Linked DNA regions of Mus musculus: region 2 is linked to region 1. The links are chromatin contacts, called in public promoter capture Hi-C maps. All regions are on one chromosome and are shown on one strand. The core of a region is the stretch at or near the end of the contact, and the rest is flanking DNA. Distances in the headings are between cores, read along the strand shown. Region 1 holds the start of 2310030G06Rik (RIKEN cDNA 2310030G06 gene). Region 2 holds the start of Arhgap20 (Rho GTPase activating protein 20).

What was found. Promoter capture Hi-C pulls out the DNA fragments that hold promoters and counts their contacts.
Region 2: a contact with region 1 is called in a promoter capture Hi-C map of liver, with 4 times the contacts expected there. The contact joins the promoter of Arhgap20 here to the promoter of 2310030G06Rik in region 1. A contact is called at or near these places in 2 of 39 promoter capture datasets (hippocampal neurons and liver).

What each region holds. Positions count from the first base shown.
Region 1 is chr9:50,745,199-50,750,823 of GRCm38.p6, reverse strand. 2310030G06Rik (RIKEN cDNA 2310030G06 gene) reads left to right here and starts at 4,297. Exons shown (of 4, transcript NM_025865.3): 1 at 4,297-4,382. The coding sequence starts at 4,351. It also overlaps a transcript of Cryab not described here.
Region 2 is chr9:51,762,889-51,768,145 of GRCm38.p6, reverse strand. It overlaps Arhgap20 (Rho GTPase activating protein 20), which reads right to left and starts at 2,795. Exons shown (of 15, transcript NM_175535.4): 1 at 2,535-2,795. The coding sequence starts at 2,639. Gm40520 (a long non-coding RNA gene) reads left to right here and starts at 2,718. Exons shown (of 3, transcript XR_870739.3): 1 at 2,718-3,545.

The DNA of each region.
Region 1 (5,625 bases), core at 3,048-5,547:
CCAGAGGGCACTGTCTGAGCTGGCGATTAGAGACACAAAAACAAGGGTCTCCAGGCTGTCTGGCCCTTTTTGGGTAGGGGTTAGGAAAAAATTTTCTTTTTTTTTTTTTTTTGGCTGGAGAGAGTTGCCTGAAGCTCTGGAGTGAGTGTTTTGCTCCTCACATCAATGGGGTGTGTGTGGAAAGGTCTCTGAGAGAGGGGAGGCGTGCCCATACATGGGTACGGCAGACACATTAATCCACCATTATCACTGAACCTACGTACGACCTTCCTATTTGAGTACAGGGAAGACCCGTGCAAGGAAGCAATTGTGTCTGATTTTGTAGTAACCCACAGAGAGAGGAACCCTACAACACTATACCTAATCTAAGACTCTCAATGCAGTTTCTACTTCCATATTGTAGTGGGCATGGTCAGGAAAGGCTGAGGTGATTTCAGTGCTGGGACTATGGTGTGTTCAGAAAAGTCAGCCGGTACAGGTAGGCTGTAACCATTCTCTTTACAACCAAGAGAGTGTCATACATGTGTATGATTTGAGAGGTATCCAAAAGGTTTCCTTTTAGTCATTTGTAGATATCTATGAGTGAATATGAATGTGAATGAATTATACATTCCATGTTATGGTGGATAGTTGAAATTCTTTCATTAATGTGGTTGTTTCTTGGTTTTTGGGGTTAAATTTTTTTATTTGAAACCCAACAAAATCTATTAGTCCTCTTACTGGAAAAATACACACATGCAAATTTATCAACAAAGTTTTTGAGATCCATTCATACCCCTCTCGGGGATGTGTGGACCCCTGAGGTGAGAGCTTGTCTTTAAATAATTTGATTATTGGCTTTAAAATCGTTTTCCTTTCCAAACAAAAGCATGACCTGGAGTGGTAGAGTGCTTGCCTGCCAGGCAAAAGGCTTAGTGAGTGAGAGCCTAGCACGCCACAGAGAACCAGTGAAATGAAAGCACACCTCAGAGAAACAGCTCGGTTGTATTCTGCTCTTCATGTGGTAAGTAGTTCAGTAAAATATTTATCAAGCAATCAAGTGTGGGAGACAAGCATTGTCCGTGTACGTCATAAGGAGCAGGTGCTTTTGATTAGCTACCCTCGGTGATCCTAACATCTGGGTGAGCAGAAGTCTGAAGACTGTGTCTCTGACAGGGCAAAACACATATTTTAAAGCAGCGATCGGAAAACTACCACTTACAGACCAAGCTTGGCTGTGTGTGAGTGTGTGTGCTTGTGTGTGTGTGTGCACGCGCGCGAGTGTGGGTGTTACATTCTTAAAGATTATAAAAGAAAGAATACATGACATGCTTGTAAAATTTAAGATATTTACTCTTTAACCTTTTGGGGAAAGATTTCTGACTTGTATTACTAGCTATGAGATTAATAAAAACTTTTATCTTCATGCAGGAAGTTTTAAAAAAATGTTTAAGGGAAAGGAGCTATGTTAACCTCCTCAGTCCTACAAATGCGACACTACACAGCCACCTTTTATAAATACATATAAAAGTTTTAAGTAAAAATAAATGAATGAATGAACGTTAGGTGTGGTGGCCCAATCCCAGCGCTTGAGAGGGGAAGGCAGGAAGATCAGGAAGGCAAAGTCATCTTCAACTACATCAGGCGTTTAAGGCCTGTCTGACTGCATGAGGCCCTAGCTACAAAAATAATTATAAAATAAAGATTTTTTTCAAATTCCTAATCATATTTCAAATTGAAGAACTCCCTAATTTCCCTTATAGTTGAACTTATTTGGTCTACTTATTTGTTTGGGGGAAGCCAGGCCTCACCCACATTAAGCTCACACTTTACCTAGCACTGAGCCCTGAGCTTTGTCTACGTAAAAACAAAACAAAACAAAACAGCAAGGAAACATTGGAAAAGTGCTGATTTAACTCAAACCTCCATTTCACCAAAACATCAAAATTCCTTTAAAGTTATTAATCAACTTCTGTGACCTTTTGAGTTGCAGAGACTTCAAGCTTCACAAATAGCCCACTCCCTTTTCCTCCTGGGCATGTTCACACATGGGCATGAACACACATACACATATAACAAGAGATTAAACCTAGGACCTTGTACATGCTAGGCAAGTACTCTACCACTGACCAGTTTTTACCATTAATTTTAGGAGAGAATCCAACTAAGCTGCCCGGGTGGGTTTGACTTCACTATGTAGCCCGGCCTGGCCTATCCTTCTGCCTTAGACTCCAGAGTACCTGAGATTGCAGGCGCAGCAGCCTAAAAAACTCAGGTCCAAGAACCCTAGCTAGGAGTGTCAAGGAAATGAAGAAAAGACAGACAGACGCACAGACGAACATACACTGAATCTAGGATCAGGTTCTCCAACACCTCACCATGTTTATTAGCTACAGCACAGGGGTTGGTCTTGGTGGGAGGCTCTGTGTTGGGCTTCAACCACTTATGAGGAGGAAGCCAAAGTGGCTAATCTTGGTACACAATGATCACTCACTCATAAACATCCATATTTTAAAGGCTGAGCCCATATCAAAGTACACATTCACTCGGGGCTTCCAACAGGCTGGCATAACCAAGGCTGGTTAATTTCTTCTAAGCAGTAAAGCTGTGACTTGTCCATTCAGCCATATTTTGTGGCACTTTCTGCACTGCCTCTTCCACACACAATCTCTTTTGTAACAGACTGACAATAGAACCTGAACGTCAATGAGAAGTCTCAAAGACTTCCAGATAAGGACTAACTGGGTTGGATTTCGATACAATCCTCTCCAGGCTTTGTTAACCCTCTACACTCCGGTTGCTGTGTTTTAAGGTGTACCGGGTGCTTTTTTGTCTTTTCTGTGCAGTTTCTGGCCCTCTAAAAATCTGGGTAAGATCCTTTAAGCTGCCAAAGAGGTTGGATGGAAGTGAAGCAAATTATGAAGGGCTTTGAGAGTTCTATCCTGTAAGTGATAGGAAATTATTACTGGCTTTTGAGACAGGGACGCAGGTTACAGGATGAAAGGAATGTAGTTAATAGTAGGATACGGAATGGCCTGCAGGATTGGAACATGAGATAGTAGAATACAATGCTTAGCCATCTGATCACTGAGAACAATAGTAGTAACAATGGTTAAGACTTACTGAGGGCGTCCCATGCGTCTGGCCTGTTCAGAAGCTTTGTACACACATACCTCATTCAGTTATCACAGCCCTATGAAGTGGCCACTCTCAGGCCCGTTTTTCCCAAGATGAGGAGGAATTCAGAATCCAGTGTACTCCATGGAGTTCAGGGCTGACTATGAATATTCCAGGACAATACTCAAAATGCCAAGAAAATATTGAAGATCGGAATTGCAGGTTTCAAAGATTTTCTTAGAGACATATTCTCCCTTCTCTCTTTCCTTTCTTTCTCTCTTGTTTGTTTCTGTTTATTTAAGACAGGGTACCTCTATGAATTCTATGAATTCCTGGCTGTCCTGAAACTTGCTCCTGTAGCCCAGGCTGGCCTCAAACTCTCAGAGATCCTCATCCTCCTGCCTCCCGAGTGCCAGGAGGTATACACCATACTCAACCTGGTAACATATTGTCTCAGGGGAATTCATTCAGCTGCCTCATAGTTTCTGGCCAGGGAAGAGTGAATCCAATTTTGGGTCATTGGAAGCAGAAGCTACAAGCAGGGGTAAGTAGAGATTTCATGGTCCTGGACTGGGGAGAGAACATTGAGTGCTCCGTGCCAATCAGTTAGCCATCTGGTTTATACCAGAAAGAGGATTAAGTAATACATTCAGTACTTATGCCTTGGTGTGCTGGAAATCTAGATGGTAAATGGTTAGGAGATATGCGCACATTATTAATTCTAGTCGTGGGAATATGAGAGCATTCCATTTTCCTACATTTCAGGTTCCAAAAGCCTCTAGGATTCAAACCCAAATTGAGGACATCAGAAACTAGTACCAATTACCTTGACAGTGAAACTCAAACCTGAGTGTGGTAGGGCAAACGTAGTGGCCGAGCTTTGACTCCCTTATGGAGGGTCTATTTCAAAGGCCGTGCGATACAGAGAGACACATTTCCTATGGAAACTCAGAGCCCTTTTGTATCTCAGGTTTCTTTATAAATCGAAGCTTGCAGCTTCATCAAAAGGAGTTTCAAATCCCTAAGGTGAGATAACTCTCACCTGGAGCCCGTGTGTCTTCCTGCCCTTTGGCTGCGAACAGTCACTTGGGAATCATTCCACCAGGTGGCTTCCAAGGTCCAACCTACTCGGTTGAAATCTGATCCTGACAGACTTCCTGGGAGCCGTTGCCGTTCGCTCAGCCGGGAACCAGGAAATGCGCAAACCTCTTTATGTCTGAAAACCAGCTGGGCTCCCTGGGAGACACAACCGCCATGGGAAACCGGCTCTGCTGTGGGGGAACCTGGTGAGTAGGGCCGAAAGGTGGAGGGGACCGCCTCCGGTGGTGGATATGAAACCCTGAGAATCAGACAGCCTGGAGACCGTCCGTGCCTTCCTCCACCTGCCACGTCCTAGGTGGAGCAGAGAGCGGTGCCTTAGGACGCTTGGAAAACACAGCAAGCTGGAGAGTGGCCAGAGGTTGGCTGCACCGGTGGGCCAGCCTGGTTTCTCTCTTCTCTCCTTTCCTTCCTTCCGATGCTCTCTCCTTTTTTATTCTTCCGCAGATCATAATAACGGGAGCATTGGAGTGCTCTCTATGTGCAGTCACTTTCTAATCTGGGTTAATTGTCCCAGGTCTTCTGTGAGTGAGTGGTCTTACCGTTGTTCCCATCTTGGCCGGTTAAGGAGCGGAGGCTCAGAGAAGGTAGTGTCAGTCACATGGCTAGTAGCTTAGCAGGTAAAACAAGATTCCAAGCGCGGAGGCTAGACTTCAGGGCCCATACTTTCCTCACTAGGTAATCAGAGATGTGACCATGGATTGAGCAACTGAATTTGGACAAATGTTTGTTTGAAACTGCAGAAGTGGGAAGGAAGAGAATCCACTGGAACTGTGAATATAACTTTCATGCTATTTGCTGTGTGGCCTCATGCAGTCCAGTCAATTCACTGGGTCCTCGATTTTTTTAAAAATATACAGTCCCTATTATTTGTATCATAGGTTGGTTTTAGAGATCGAAAGCTAGTAAGAACAAAAAATACAAAATAAAAACAACAGCAACAACAACAAAAAACCCCACCAAATAATAGATTATTTGTGGTTTTTGTAACTTTCCCCCCAGGGTGTTCACCACCACTACAAACTCCCAAATATGGCTTCATCCTGTCAGCTGCCTCTTAGCTATATGATCCATGTCTGGGTCAGAGTTCAAAGAATACTTATTTACAGGTAAACATCACATGTAGAGAGAAAAGTGAGATACATTGGAAAGCACCTAAAATTTGAAAACAATACTAGACTCCAGTCCTGTGCCTGCTAGTTTATTAATCTAGTTGGTTATTAAACAAATATCAACTGAGCATGTGCTGGGTACCAGGAAGTGACAGATACAGAAGTCAGCAATAAAAGGAAACTTGGATAAACATGGTAGTGAATGCCTTTGATCCCAGCTATTGAAAGGCAGAGGCAGGCCATTTCAGGATAGCCAAGGTTACATAGAGAGACCCTGTCTCAAAAAACTAAAAATAGACAAATAAATAAGACCCTGCCT
Region 2 (5,257 bases), core at 1,546-4,045, 1.0 Mb before region 1:
CCTGTTCCTTGCTTGCCATGACCCAAGGAATGCTTACGAAACAACTGCTATCTAGCAGGACCCACTCTAGTCTTGAGGACACAGTTGGGAGGGAGGCAGGTAATGGGAAAGAAATAAGCAGAGGAGAAAATGCCAAGTACAATGAATGCTAAGACAACCAATAGAGTGGAAGGCCCAGAATGTGACAGGAGGTGGCTTTCATTTACAAAGGAAGGGGGGGGGAGAAGGGGGAGGGAGAGGGAGAGGGAGAGGGAGAGGGAGAGGGAGAGGGAGAGGGAGAGGGAGAGGGAGAGAGACCTCTAGAAGACCCAAGGTTTGCACAACATGAAAAACAGAAAAACCAACCAACAATTCCTTGGGCAGACATAAAGGGAATAACACCAATGCCTAAAATAGGAATGAATTTGACTTAGTGTATGAAAGTGAAGGCCCAGGAGGCTGAAGAACATACAAAAGTGGGGAGGGTGAAGGAATGGGAGAAGTAGAAGGGACCAAGGAGAAGTGTCTGCGTTTTACTAGGCCTGCAAAATGAATCGCCTTCAGAATTGTAAGCAAAATGAATGTCACCATCAATTCAAATGGAAAAAAAACCCACCCATTCTGGCACTGCTAAATGCAGAACGGGTCACAGAAAGACACGAGGGTGTCGTGGGAGTTTCTGCAAAGGCACAGGTTAGAGATGGGTACTGGGCAGCTCGGACTGCACTGGAAGCTGTGCAGGGTGGAGTGGAGAAGTTCGGGACACTTTGGAAGGGTGGCAGCTGTTGTGGTGGGTTGGCTATTGCTGACTGAAGAAAGGTGTTGAAACCCCATCCTAGATGACAGGCCTGAGTAACCCAGAACACGAGTGTTGTGAATTACAATCACGGGGAAAATGCACACGAAGGGCTAACACAATCGCGCCTATGTGCCATCATCCATTCAATTTTCTCAAAAATCTTGGGGGAGTAGAGATGGATGTGGAAATGTACTAGCTCTTTATGTTTTATAACGAAGGACACCATCCTAGAGATAGTGGCTGTGCCCAGAGAACAGAGCATAGGAAAAAGGACACAGCCTCCCTTCCTTTATGGGACAAGTGCGGCTTGAAAATGATAAAGCTACTCTTTAAGGCTCCCTCCCCTCCCCTCCCCTCCCCTCCGCCCCTTGCTAGCATAATCAGTCGCGGGGCGGGGCCACAGTCTTTAGGAAAACAAATGCTTGATTCTCTCCAATTCCTTAGGTTTACAAAACCAAAACGCTTTAAATCTCTGCCAATTGCCTAATGTTCCTCTACCATCCTAAATTAAGAATGACATCCTGACAATTTCACGTTTTATTTGGAAAAACTGGAACACACACACACACACACACACACACACACACACACACACACACCACATACAGCGCGCGCGCGCGCGCGCACACACACACACACGCACGCGCGCGCGCGCACACACACTCACACACACTGTCTCTGAAGGGTGAAAAAACCCACAAGGGCAAACATCAGCCTCCATACATCAAAGGCTGAGCCGCCACTACTGCCCATCCATCAAGTTCACAGACACCCATAGAGGGCTCTGTGACAGGCCCAAGGTCCTTGGGAGCTCACATACATTTCTATACAGCTATCACCTCTCTTCTTTCACCTCCAGCCAAGCCACCATTCTAGTGGGAAGATTAATGAAAAGCCATAAAATCCGGACATGCAGGGAGCCAGTGTATCCCTGTGAGTCTCTAATTATAGTAATGCAACGTTTTCACATTATTTGTTAGGGAAGAACTAGAATGAGCTCTCATCCCAACTTGTTTCCACAGAAGCTGGAGAAGGCGACACCACTGTAAGGAACAAATATGGCCAAATATCTGAAGGTTTAGTGCTGGAGGAAGGGAAGGGGGCACCCATGGCTACAGCACCCAAATCAATTCCCAGGAGCTCAGAAGCTCGCGGCCCACGTGCACTTGCTCCGGGACCTATTGCAGACTCCTGACCTCTATCGAAATCCTCCCGCTGCACCGTGGACCAGTCAATCACCAGCAAAAGCTACAAGTAGTTACCCGGATCAGTCCTTCGGGTGTCAGGGAACAAGGGCGCCGCCCCCACAGGCAAATGCAAACGTCCCTTCTCAGGGGGTGGTTCTGAGCCAAGCCCCCCATGCCCCGCTGGGACCTCCGGAAACTGCCCGCCCACCGCCAGCCAGCCTAGATCTAGGCCGAGTCAAACCTCCGGATCCCACAGTGTAGCCCACGGCACCCATCTCCGACATCCCCTGGAGGCCTTGGGTGGGCGCATCATCCCTCCCCTCCGGGGCCGCCTACCTTCCTCAGGCTGTCGGGTTAAGACTACCTCGGGAGGCTCGCAGGGAGGCACTCCCCGGGTCAGAGATGGAGAGGCAACGGGCTTCTCCGAGACCGTTTCCACCAGAGAAGACAGCGGGGATCCCGGGAGGTGACCCTCCCACCCCACGCGGGGACCGTTAACCCCTCTCAGCACCAGGCACCCGTGGAAGGCGCGAGCCCATGGAGGGGCCCTCCCGCTCGGGCGTCCTCACCTTCTTGGTGCCAGGGCCTCCCGCGATGCGAGACATGCCTGTCAGCGAGGAGGAGCGCCCCGGCTGCGCCCCTAGAGCATCCTGCTGCGGAGACATCGCTTCCATGAAGAAGATCTGCAAGCTAAGCCCAAGCCGAGGACCGGGTGGCTGCGCGGCGCGGTCCGCTCAGGCCGGACGCCGAGCTGCGGGTGCGGGCGGCGCGCCTCCCGTCGGGGCCATGGACCGCCGCCCGCGCCGCGCTCGTCGCGCTCGCCGCACTCTGCTCAGGCTGCAGCAAGCGCTCCGGGCGGCCGCCCGTCCACGTAGCCCCGCCCCGGCCCGCCCCGCCTCTCCGCGTCCGCCCCGCCTCCTCCGCCCTCCCCGCGCCGCCCGTGCACACTGCCGGGAGCGAGCTCTCAGCGCTTGGCGCTACCGAAGCCACTAACCTTGCGAGGTGCCTCCGCGGGTACGAAGCTTTCGCTGCCGCGCGCCACGCGCCGTGCACCACGCACCACTGCCTCCGGTGCAGCTCCGCGCGCCTGTCCGCTCGCTCCCGCCAGCGTCCCTTCCCGCGCAGCTGCAGCGCGGGAGCCTCAGCGAGCGCGGCTCGCTCGAAGGTGGTGCAGGGGCCGCCAGCCTAGCCTCGCTTTCGCGGACTGCGGAAGGGACCCCACCCCCACCCCCAACCCGGTCCCCGCTCCGCTGAAGAAGGAGTTAGACAAATTTGGAAGCCCTGGTGGCATCGCCGGACTTCGGGGGCAATATCGAACGCTTGCTAGCTAAGCCTGTCAGGGTAACCCAGAGCTGTTGCTTTGCAGTCACAGGGAGCAAGCATGGACAAGCAACCTTGCATGTCTGCACCACCAGCTTCGCAGGCAGCAAGCTGCAGGGACCCTGCATTCTGAAGGAGAAAGCGCAATTAAGAGGAAAATGCAGGCAGAAAGGAGGTTGAAACTTGGCATAGTATCTATGAGAAGGCAACAATATGTGGAAGCGTTGATCTGATATCGCGAGCTCAGAACCTAACTTCCTGTAAGTCCAAATAGTGACCCCTCCCTCTTTTTTGGACTAAATAATAATCAAAGGGCAGTTGGAACAGACCAGGGTTAAGTAGTGTTCGCACTTTGCAGGGCTGGCTGCTGGTGTAAATGATACAGTAGGTGGCATTCTTCCCTTGGAATCAGAACTAGTGTGAAAAAAAAATCACTAAGGATATCACTCCGTGATTGCGAGATGGTTACGGATTCTGCTTATTTTTGTGACAAGGAAAAAAGAAAAGAAAAGAAAAGAAAGGGGGAGAAAAGGAAAGGAAAGAAAAGAAAAAAAGAAAAAGAGGTTTCTTGCAGTTTGGGCGGCTATTGGGGCAGGTTATAAGGAACAGAACTCAGGTGGGCAGTGTTCCAAGCTAGGGGATGCTGTCCAACACACACCCACAAAGACACACCTACACAATCATCCAAACCTAAGATTGTTTGTTGTGGAAATATAAGGCTAATTTTAGTCACATCACACTACATTGTTAAAAGGAAGCTTAATAAATCTCATATATATGTATATACATCTGTGAATCAGGGGTGCTACAGCTGTGGTCCTCGTGCAGAGAAGGGCTTTCACCCACTAATTTATAGGTTGTGCTTAAAGAGGGCTTTGCAGTTCTGTTCATTCACTTGGAACCACCCCCAGGTGCCTTAATCTCTTAATTCTTTGGTGAATGGACACCCTGGCTTTTCTTAATCTGCCTCATTTTTGTTTGTTTGTTTGTTTGTTTGTTTGTTTCAATTCTTTTATCTCCAAATAGTTCACTTAGCCCAAAGAGTCACAGCCATCCAGACATTCTTGTTCTTTGTTGCCACCTGATAGATACTAAGGCAGTGTCTAACATAATAAATGTTTGTTAGTTAAATGAACTGAGAAGACACACAAATGATATAAGAAAGATGCAGAAGAGTCAAGACAGAGCTGGCTGTCATTCAAAGAGCCCCATGGACTATGAAGTATCTCTGTGATGAAATAGCCAGTTTCCCAAATCAAGGTACCCCCTTTTCCCCCAGCAAATGTGGAAAACTTTCACTGTTCATTTTGTCTTTTTATTCCCAAGATGAAATAGCTTGGAACAGCACAGAAAATTGCTCTCTCCACGTTAAGTTTCGAGGCAAGGCTACTCAGGAAATTTGGGTTTGAACAGCCGACAGTAGAGACACATGTCTGTCTGATCACAACACTGCCCTGCTAAACCATTATTTGGTTCCTTGCTGTGGAATAAACCAAAAATGTCATAGTACAGAATGAAAGACAGACCCCCCCCCACACCCCACCCTCACTTCACTTTCTTGCTGACTCTTATGTGTCTTTGCTTCTCACCCTGTTCTCTGTCACCTTGAAATCGTCATACTTTCAGAAGCCCACTAGGACTTTGGACTTGTCCTTCGTGTCTGGGAATTTTCCAGGCTACGTCTCTACCCTCTTTTACTTTACTCCGAAATGTCTAGTATCTGGGGCATAAAAGGTACCTGGTGAATCGTCCTGGAAATCTTCAGGACTGTCAGAAACCGAGAGAAGTCTTCCTAGGTTTATCTCTTCCCCAGCTCCAGGCACCCAGGCTTGAGAGTAGCTCCAGCAATTGCAACAGGAAGCCTTTGCTGAGTGTTTGCTCTATGGGAGACTATGAGTATTTTACAGATATAATTAACTCCCATCTGTATCAGATAGGGTGGGTTCGTTTATTCCCCCACTCCACATAGAAG